Regions from separate parts of the Danio rerio genome. Here regions 1 and 2 are each linked to region 3. Evidence: chromatin contacts called from public Hi-C and Micro-C data. All regions are on one chromosome and are shown on one strand. The core of a region is the stretch at or near the end of the contact, and the rest is flanking DNA. Distances in the headings are between cores, read along the strand shown. Region 1 holds the start of lhfpl6 (LHFPL tetraspan subfamily member 6). Region 2 holds the start of si:ch211-266i6.3. Region 3 holds the start of vps26bl (vacuolar protein sorting 26 homolog B, like).

The links. Hi-C and Micro-C count contacts between places; a contact is called where the count stands out from the background.
Region 1: a Hi-C map of hematopoietic stem cells shows a contact between it and region 3, with 2.3 times the contacts expected there. The contact joins the promoter of lhfpl6 here to the promoter of vps26bl in region 3. A contact is called at or near these places in 4 of 18 Hi-C or Micro-C datasets (caudal fin, embryo, hematopoietic stem cells and 1 more) and 2 of 4 datasets of contacts at active chromatin or transcription factors (caudal fin and embryo).
Region 2: a Micro-C map of caudal fin shows a contact between it and region 3, with 8 times the contacts expected there. The contact joins the promoter of si:ch211-266i6.3 here to the promoter of vps26bl in region 3. A contact is called at or near these places in 3 of 18 Hi-C or Micro-C datasets (caudal fin, hematopoietic stem cells and an unstated tissue) and 1 of 4 datasets of contacts at active chromatin or transcription factors (embryo).

The regions. Positions count from the first base shown.
Region 1 is chr10:36,948,203-36,951,492 of GRCz12tu, reverse strand. lhfpl6 (LHFPL tetraspan subfamily member 6) reads right to left here and starts at 1,966. Exons shown (of 4, transcript NM_001008653.1): 1 at 1,780-1,966.
Region 2 is chr10:37,047,281-37,050,560 of GRCz12tu, reverse strand. si:ch211-266i6.3 reads right to left here and starts at 1,350. Exons shown (of 7, transcript XM_692182.9): 1 at 1,226-1,350; 2 at 23-95. The coding sequence starts at 52. It also overlaps a transcript of lhfpl6 not described here.
Region 3 is chr10:36,800,642-36,804,038 of GRCz12tu, reverse strand. vps26bl (vacuolar protein sorting 26 homolog B, like) reads left to right here and starts at 1,923. Exons shown (of 6, transcript NM_001002415.2): 1 at 1,923-2,376. The coding sequence starts at 2,154. It also overlaps a transcript of foxo1b not described here.

The sequences.
Region 1 (3,290 bases), core at 717-3,216, 150 kb before region 3:
TCACTTTCTCATGCAAATTTCTATCTGGAGAAACTACAGATCACACTGGATGAAAAAAATGTGTATGGTTCTTACTTGTTAAATTACCCATGGTTTAACTAGAAATGAAACTGTAGTTAAAAGCACAGTAACATCTAATTAAACATGGTTTTGCGTCACATTCTCATATAGTTTAACCTGTAATAACTGTGGTTATACAAATGGTAATCACTCTGCCAAAAAACTTTGTTACTATCATTTTACTATAATAAAAACATGATTCATTTTAGTATGAGTCATAAACTGATCTGTGATTCTGATGTCAAAAACATTTTAGAAAGATAAATTTTCCATAGAAAAACACCACCAAACAAATTTAAAACACTTGCACTAGAGTACAAAACGTTATTAAACCAATATCAACATACCAGCCTAATCTCACGAGAAAACGTAAGTATTTTACGTTTTGCCAGTTTAGTGGAGTTCAGTCGTACGAAACGAAGACTGGAAATACACAATTCTGAAATTTACGCTAGCCAGTAATTTACACATATTAAATTGTAACATTTATATTAATGTAAACATTTTATTCTAATATTTCAGGATGTTGGCATACTGTAGCTTGATGCGACTTGCTATCTAACTAATTGTAAAACAGCATTTTGCTCATTTTTTCTTTGTACTCATTTGATTTAAAAATTAGTTTTAAAATGTGTTTAAAATGTCAAAACTTAAGATCATTCAGAAAGACTTGTTTTTTCAATGGTTAAAAAGCAGAGGTAAAAGCAGATTAATTATTTAGTTTTATTTGTATGATTTTATTTTGACACTCAACGTGTCAGTAGCATTAACTTGCATTACAAATCACCAAAGATCACAGTTTCAGCTAAAAATCTTCTTTAATGCTTTATTGAAGAGACAAATATTACCTACATCTTGGATGGCCAGAGAAAGAGTAAATTAACAGCAAAATATACCAATAGACCAATCACAGATGCCCATTCCATTCCAACTAATCTATCAAACATACTGTCATTAAAAGTACATTATCCACAATTCAACCATTCTTTTGCTTCACTACCCATAGTTTAACCTGTAATGACTGTGGTTATAAAAATGGTAATCAATCTGCCAAAAAACAGTCACTATCATTTTACTGTGTTAAAAGCATAGTTTATTTTAGTAAGGGTTAATAAGTGATTTATCATTCTTAAGTCAAAAATCCTTTTAGAAAGATATGTTTACTATAAAAACACTACCGAACAGATGTAAAACACATGCATTGGAGTACACATGTTATTTAACCAACATCAACATACATTCAAGAAAATATTAATGGAAATACACAATTCTGGAATTTAAAATATTACCTGTCAGTAATTTTCACATGTAAACATGTAAACATTTTATTTTAATAATTCAGGATGTTCAAATACTGTAGGATAATCTGACTTGCTATCTAACTAATTGTAAAACAGCATTTAGCTAATTGTATAAATTAAAATTATACACGCGTTTGTTTTAAAATCTGTTTAAAATGTCACATCTTGACCATTTAGAAAGACTTCGTTTAAAAAACTGAGGTAAAAGCAGATTAAATATAAACTTTCCCACATGAAATGAAATGCATTTTAACCTTAAATCTTCGTAAAAAGAAAAGTTAGCGTACACATTAAACGCCATCTATCCACAGCCATATGCAATGTAAACAAATGAAAACACGTATGGCGAACTGTCAAACGGAACGCAGAGTCCAAAAGTGAGTCAGAAACTGATTTAAGCCTGCGATAGAGATCTTACATGTCTGTGTCGTTCGCTGTATCCGACTCCACTTGCTTCCAAATCTCAAAAGCGCAGAAAAGACGACACAATGCAGCGTGGATTGTCCGTTCTCTCCTAGCAGCTCTCTAAAGTCTTCAACTCTGCCGTCCAGAGTCCACTCACTGGCCGAGCACATGCACGCCTCTGCCCGTGACTATACCGAGTGTGTTACTACTGAGCGGGGAGCGCAAAAAGGGGCATCAATCTCCAGATCCTCCGCCCAGGGGCTGGACTGACGACCGGCTGCTTTTCCCAAGACGACTCGAGACTCCGCCTGGCCGCCGCTCGCTCTTTCAAAGTGCCCCGTCAAAGTCAAAGTCATTTATTGTCATTTTTTTGTTCTCCGTGGATATGCAGAAATGAAACAAAAACCCGCCTCTCATGCAGCCGTGGTAAATAATTGCAAATACATTTTTTGAGAGGATAAGTAAAGTACACTGTTAGACTTTGCTGCAATTTAAGTGATCTGCTGCAAAAATGCTCAGTAATAAAATACCACACTGTACATTCTTTACAGTTCACTACTGTAATAGCACTGCATTGGAAGTACTTTTAAAGCAACTTATATGGCATTTGGGGTATACTTTTCTCAAAGTAATCAAGTAGCCTACAGCTACTAGCTGAAAAAAAAAAAAACGAGACACTAATTAACGAAAAACAAAAATTAACATGCATCACAAAATGTATTTCAAATAGAATAATGAATGAAAATTATCTTTGTAAACCAATTAACATGCATCACAAAATGTATTTCAAATAGAATAATGAATGAAAATGATTTTTGTAAACCATTTAAAATGGAAACGATAACAATGAATAATAATAAAGATCTTGTGAAGTCAGTAAAGTTATCACAAAAATACAATAAAATGTCTAACAGTTTAGATAAATTCTGAAATACAGCATATAGCCTAAATCATTCATTAATTTTATTTTCGGCTTAGTCTTTTTATTAATCTGGTGTCGCCACAGCCGAATGAACCGCCAACTTCAATTCAGCATATGTTTTACGCAGAAAATGCCCTTCCGGCTGCAACCAATTACTGGGAAAGGTTTTACAGAGGAACCGTAAAAAATGCAGGGTTCCACAAATTTCACAAAATTGGGTTGCCCCGACACAAAATGATTTACTTAACAAGATTAAGTGAATTAAACATAAAATAACTAAGTTGTCCTAGAAAAATCTCAAAAATTGTGTTGTTCAGTTCATTTCAAATAGTAGTTTGAACAAGCATCAAAAAGTGTGCTCAAATATATTGGATTTACTATGGTATACTGTATGGCCATATATCCAGTATATTAATTTTTAAACATAAAATAACAATATATAGTTTACATAAATAATTGGCATTAAAGGGACTAGATTTCAAATATATTTGTTACTAGTAATAACAAATTCACCCCAAAATGAAAGTTTCCTCTCATATTATTCACACTCGAGTGGTTGTAAACGTTTTATGAATTTCCTTCTACTGTTGGACACTAAAAAA
Region 2 (3,280 bases), core at 101-2,600, 250 kb before region 3:
CTTTATAGAGTGTGGTGTGTACCTTTCTCACCACAGACTCCATTATGTTCATCTACCAGTGTAAGGACAGTTCTTCAAAGATGACAATCTTTCCCCTGCAGGGTATCACATTGTTATAAAACTCAAACAAAGAAAACAACAACAACACGAAAAAAGTCTGAATTTCACATCATTTTAAAAGATGTTTTTCTTTTTAAAGGCAACATTTCTACTATGAAATTAACCAGAGTGATTGGGGTTGATTTACAGCCTGTTCCTCCTCTTCTTTTTGTCATTGTCCATATGATACAGTATCTGAGAATTGACTGACACATCTCAGGAATGTAGTAACATTAATTAAGCCAGTGAATAAATATGCACTCGTTTCATAATCTATTTCATACAGAATTCCAGAGTTTGACGTTTTGTTCTGTTCCATTGATTGCCTATTGATTATTTAAGTTTATCTAAGGTGTCTTATCTAAGGATAACAGCCCAGATGAGAAGAGTCCTTCCAGATGTTTTCAGTCACCTATGATCTTTTCCAAAGTTGCGTATGTATACTCTGCTTTTTGCCCATTAGGGAGACCACACCCTGCTACCCAAATAGCTTTTCCACCCCAGAAAAATACAACTGGTAATTTGTCAATTTAAAATAGTGTAAATCCAGCAAATACCATTTTTTTAGAAGTCAAAACTTAGGTTCTGTGTAGTCTAAAATGAATATAAAAATGTCTGAAAACTCCTTTTTTGGTTACTTAAAAAATGTACCTGAAACTTGGTCAAAAGTAGTTCAGAGAATAAAACAAAAATACGTTTTAGCCTAACACAAAAACCTTCTCTTTGGATTCCACATTTAATACATGTACGATATGAATAATATTAATCCCACTTGACTTAATTCATTATTAAAATGCTTGTTAGATTTGTCGATATTTATGACGAATGTTTGACAGGACAGATGTATCCCGACGACGCTGGATGCTAGCCTATGTGCAGCACTAGCTTTTACAAAATAGACACGGAGTGTTGCTCAAAGCATATATCAACACATTTAAACGTCTCAACACGATTAACTCAAAAACAGTTTACATTTTATTCAACAATATGCTTTTATTGCGCCAACTTACTGAAGAATCAACAAACACTCTCTGTTATTCTAATGTTGCCCACGCGAATAAAGTGCCAAATCATGACAATACTCACATAGCATTGTTAAAGCTGACAAAAACGACATATAGCTTACGTTATCTCTGCCTTCTTCTGTCAACGAGGAAAGACACGAACCTCAAACTCAGGCCAAACCTGAACTTGAAAAATATTTGAAGGAGATTGAAGCACAACACGCGCTTTTTCAACAGATTTGAGTTCGGCGCGGCGAGCTCTGCGATTGGTGATGACAGTTTCTGAGTCACTCTAGCTGACAAATCGTATTGGCTGCTTTGAATCACGTGATGAAAAACAGAGTTGGCTCCACCCATTTTACTGAAAACTGGGTGCTGCCTGTTTTGAACCAAAATAAAATTCCTCTTATAACTGCTCACGCAGTCGTTTCAAAACCAATCCAGTTGAGCAAAGACCTGGTCTTCGTTTATTTTTTTGATTACTGTAACGGCTTTATGTGAGAAATAAAAAGGTGTGGGAAATAAATGTTCCTTAATGAAAACAAAACCTGTCAGACAGGGATTATTAGGTTCAGTAGTTGATGCTCAAGAGTGTCTGCTATTAAAAAGATTAAGATAAATTTAATCTGTTTTGGTGATTTTTGTGAGTTGATAGAAAAAGCACACAATCTCTTCTTACGTTCCACGGTTAAAGGGATAGTTCACCAAAAAAAAAAAAGAATATATATATCTATTCTTATATATATATATATATATATATATATATATATATATATATATATATATATATATATATATATATATGTATATATATATATATATACACACACACACACACACACTCACCAGGCCTGTAGCCAGCCTGGTAAAAAGGGTGGACCAATTTTTGCAGTTATGTGTGCCTTATTTTCTGTTTTAATTCTGAGATTTAAATGCTGCATTTTAGTGACATTTTAAGCCCTATTTTTAGCTGAAATAGGTTGTTGGATGGTCATTAAACCCACATTTTTTGATGTACCAAAATATTTCCTAAAGAATTAGAATGAATGAACAAATATGAAAAAAATACTTATTTTAAATGTAATAAATCATATATCATTAGAAAAAATAGGAATCTGTTTTAAATAAAAAAATGTAGCCTATTGTTATTTATTAGGCAAATAACAAATGGACTTAACTTGTTAACAAAGGTTCGGCGGCGGAACCACGCTTCACGTTGTCTCCTTGACCAATCACCTACTTCCCAAAACTTAATTAAGGCAGACCAGCCCTCTAGCACTGTTCTTCTCGTTCCCTTAAATCCACTCTCCCTCCATTCACAATCCTATAACCCTTTATTTCAATCACTCTACCAAAATGTAACAGAGACGGTACACCTACTCTGAGTCTCTGGGCATCATTGTAGGAGACCCGATCAACCCACCTACCTGTTCACTGTTTATCCTCTTACTTCCCTTCCCCTTCATCCCACTGTTGTCTTACCATCCCTATCATCCCTAAAACAAGCTCAAATTGTGGCGTGGTCCATGCCGGTAAAACTGCCAGTCACATTCATCTTCCCTTTTAAAGCATTTAAATAAAAAATTATTAAAACAACAACAACAACAACAACATATTACTACTACTACTACTAATAATAATAATAATAATAATAATGTACAATAAAGCCTCTTGTCAAAACGCACATTTGAAAATTCCTGGATAACAACAATGGCCAAAATTGTATTCAAATCAAATCAATTTTTTCAAATCAATAGCATTGGCCAAAACAGATTAGCTGAAATCATACCGAAGTGACAGCCAACAGAGAGACTCTTAAAGCCTTTTTCGATGGGTTATTTTCACTGTTTATGTCCCATTTATTTAAAATAGGACAAATGAGCTCATGTATGAGACAAATTCTGGACCTTTGTTTATGAGGGGTGGGTCTTCCGAACCACCAGAACCCCCCTGACTATGGGCCTGCTAGTTATTTGTTTACCCTCAAGTTGTTTAAAAACCTTTATGACTTCTTTATGCTAAACAAATTGAAGTCGATGGTTACCAATTTCCAGTTTCAACAAAAAAAAAGAAACTCATAAAGGTTTGAAACAAGTAAAGGTGAATGAGCTTTTATTTTTGGGTGACCTATATCCCTTTAAGACATTTTTGTCACAGCCAGATAAATCTAAATAGTA
Region 3 (3,397 bases), core at 674-3,173:
TAGGCTTTAAAAAGCGGCCTTTTTATCAAGATTTAAGAGGCCGAGTGCACTTGGATTTAGAAACCATTTGGCACTTAATCTGCCTGTCAAACAGTCTATATATCTTGTTGGACCCGGCTTCCTTAGTTTGTACTATAATGCTTTATGTTTTAAGCATTCAGTGACGTGTGGAAAAAAAAATGTTAGTATTTGTGCTGACAAAATTATGCTCACTAGAGGGAGACATTAGACAATACATTCAGTGACACAAAGACCAAAAAAGTGTCAATAAACAAGTGAACAAAAATATTATACTTTTTTTTAGTCTTAAACAAAAAAAAAAAAAAAAACATATACATTATATGGGTTGGTAATTTCTTATTAATTATGACTTTTCCTATTTTTTCTTTCCTTTTATTATTGCACTACTGTTATGTCATTGCTTTTGTATGTTCATTGTTATACACATTTTAATAATAATAATACAAAAAACAAATTCAGAGGTAACACATAACTTTTTAAGCGAGACAGTGACAATGTTTTTAGCATTAGCAATACTCTTTCAGAAAGTATGAAGGTTTAATTTGATATCACATGGTTACTAAAGAGGAATCTCATAATGACTGATATATAATTAATATTAAAGTCAAAATATAATATGTTAATAATGAAATGTTTATAAATGTTAACATTTAGCTATTTTAAATAATTCTGTGCTTTTCAAATCAATACAAATTTATTTGTGATCCATCATATTTAAATTATTAGATAGTCGAAGAATTATACAATATTTTTAATCTTTACAGAAAAAAATTATAGGAGGGAGTAATAGACATTATTTTTGCCTTGATTTTGTGAAACTGCATTATCCAGTGTATCATAGACAGTTTAAATAAAAATAATCATGATAAAATAAATAAAAATAAAAATAATCATGCATTTGTCAAATTTAATTATTTTGTAAAATAAACCAAAAATCAACCCTAAAACCTGATTCCAAATATCATCAGAGAATTTACAAGTAAAAAATAGATGTAAAAGACTTTCAGGCTTAGTTTTCCAAAAAGAAGGATGTGGTGAAAAGTCTTTTTAAAATTTATTAATAAACATATTGCAGGGACTGTGTAATATTTAGAAATTAATTTATTTTACCTCATTTGGGAGTAAAAACGTATTACTTGTTGACCAAATATCATCTATAAAAGGTAAAGAAAAATTTTGTTTCCATTTCAACATGGCTTTTAGGAAACAACTATCTTGAATAAGACATTTTCTGAAGTAGAAGTTATTACACAAAATACTGATACCACCAAGTACAGTTTTTTTTGGAATTTGCTTTAAGATAATGCTTTTTACAATCAAATTATAATCATCATGCAAAAAAAAAGAAAAAGAAAAAAACAATCCCTGAAGAAGAAAGATTTTCTTGATAACTATAAATCTCATCACTGCTATTTAGAAAATCTGAAACAAAAATAATTCCCTTGTCAAACCAATCTTTTTTAAATATCCTTTTGTGTTAATGCAACACCTGTTGGTTATTTTATTGAATGCACATATGTAAAGAAAAGTTATGTTTAATTTTTTCCATGCTTCTAATGATTGCTTTATAATTTAATGGGAAGTTTATTACGTTTGTAGTCACAAGAAAGCAAAAAGTTTAATCCACCGCATTTTTCAAAGAAAAGATTTGGAATATACAACCATAGTGAATTACTTTGGGGAAGGTTTTATCCAATTAATTGAAAAAATATATTAGTAGTTGTAAAATCAAGAACATTGAGTCCACAATCATCTGAGACATCAGAATGATGAATTGTCCTAAAATCAATCACCCCTAACGTTACGTAGGCTACAGTTGCCATTATCTTCATTTAATTTCGATCTGACGCTCAAGACTTTTATTTTGAAAACATTATGACGTGGACTACCCGGTAGTAAAATTATTTCTGAAGCTTGTGCCTGTTTTTACATTGCTGGAAAATCCTCCGCAGGTATTAATTCAGTCGCCGTATGAAGAATTAGCCCACGTTTGCTTGTAAGCAGCATATTATAAAGGCGCATGCATCGCTGCAGATCGCTAGTGAAGAAGACGGGATTGTAACGTTATATTGATGTGGAATTGGACCAGGTGTTAGAATTCAAAAGCAGTCCAATCCAGCACAAGTGTCGGGATGAGCTTCTTCAGTTTCGGACAAAGTGCTGAGATTGACATAGTTCTGAATGATGCCGAGACGAGAAAAAAGGCCGAGCACAAAACAGAGGATGGGAAAAAAGACAAATACTTTCTGTTTTACGACGGAGAGACTGTCTCGGGGAAAGTAAACGTAACACTGAAGACCCCAGGAAAGAGGCTCGAGCATCAGGGCATCAAAATAGAGTTCATCGGGCAAATCGGTAAGTGCGAGCGATGCTTGTGACGTATTTGTGTTTTAATGTGACCGCGCGACACATTTCAAGATTTATATCAGTGTATGTTTGCAGGTATGTTGCCAATTTTGTTTTAATAAATAGTATGCGGACTGAATCATCGAACATGCAGAAGTGTCACATTTCATTCAGTTAGTCTCGTGACATATGACACATTAACGATGTTTGATTCGTGAATGAGTTGTTCTTTTAAGATGGTCAATTTGAGTGAATCGAACGAACCGGTCTCATTTTGATTCCTTCAATTAAGACTAACTCGTTAACAAATAACAAGAGGAGGTAGTTTCAGGTATGCTTTTCTGAAGTCAACTTATCGACCTGTTGATTCTCAAACAAGTCGAGCACTAGTGAGTGAAGTGAAAAGTTTAATAGTCTAATAGTACAAATGAGAACATGAAATGTTTGCCTATGACTTAACGTTACATGATCTAAACACATACGTTGTTGGTATTAGTATTGCGAATTATGTTCTGAGTATGCAACAATTAAAGTGAGACAAGTAATTAAGAATAAACTCACTTATACACGAATACAGCATAATTAACAGATATGCACTACCGCTATACTTACTAAAGATTCACTGAATCGTTTCCAGCCTGTTCTGTAAAACGAATGTTCAAAAGAATCGGTTCTCTTAGATGAGTCTCCCTAGTAAATCTCTAGTAAAATCAAAATATGGGATAATAGGTTTTAAACATAAGTTATAGTGTTTCATTAAAGCTTGTTACTCCCTGTCCTAAATTAGGACTCTATTAAAAGTTATACATTATGTATCACCAAGACTACACTTAGTCTTGTTAAATTCTTTAGATCTCTATAGTTTTATTAATTGTACCTTTAAAAGGAAAGTTTTAAATAAAGATCAATCACCCTCATGTTTTTTTTTTTTTTCAAATGTCCAAAGCGTTAAAGAACTGATCTCAATTGAAAGAATGCAACAAAATATGCAAACGTATTAAGAAATCATGTCAAAACTTGTGCATGTACT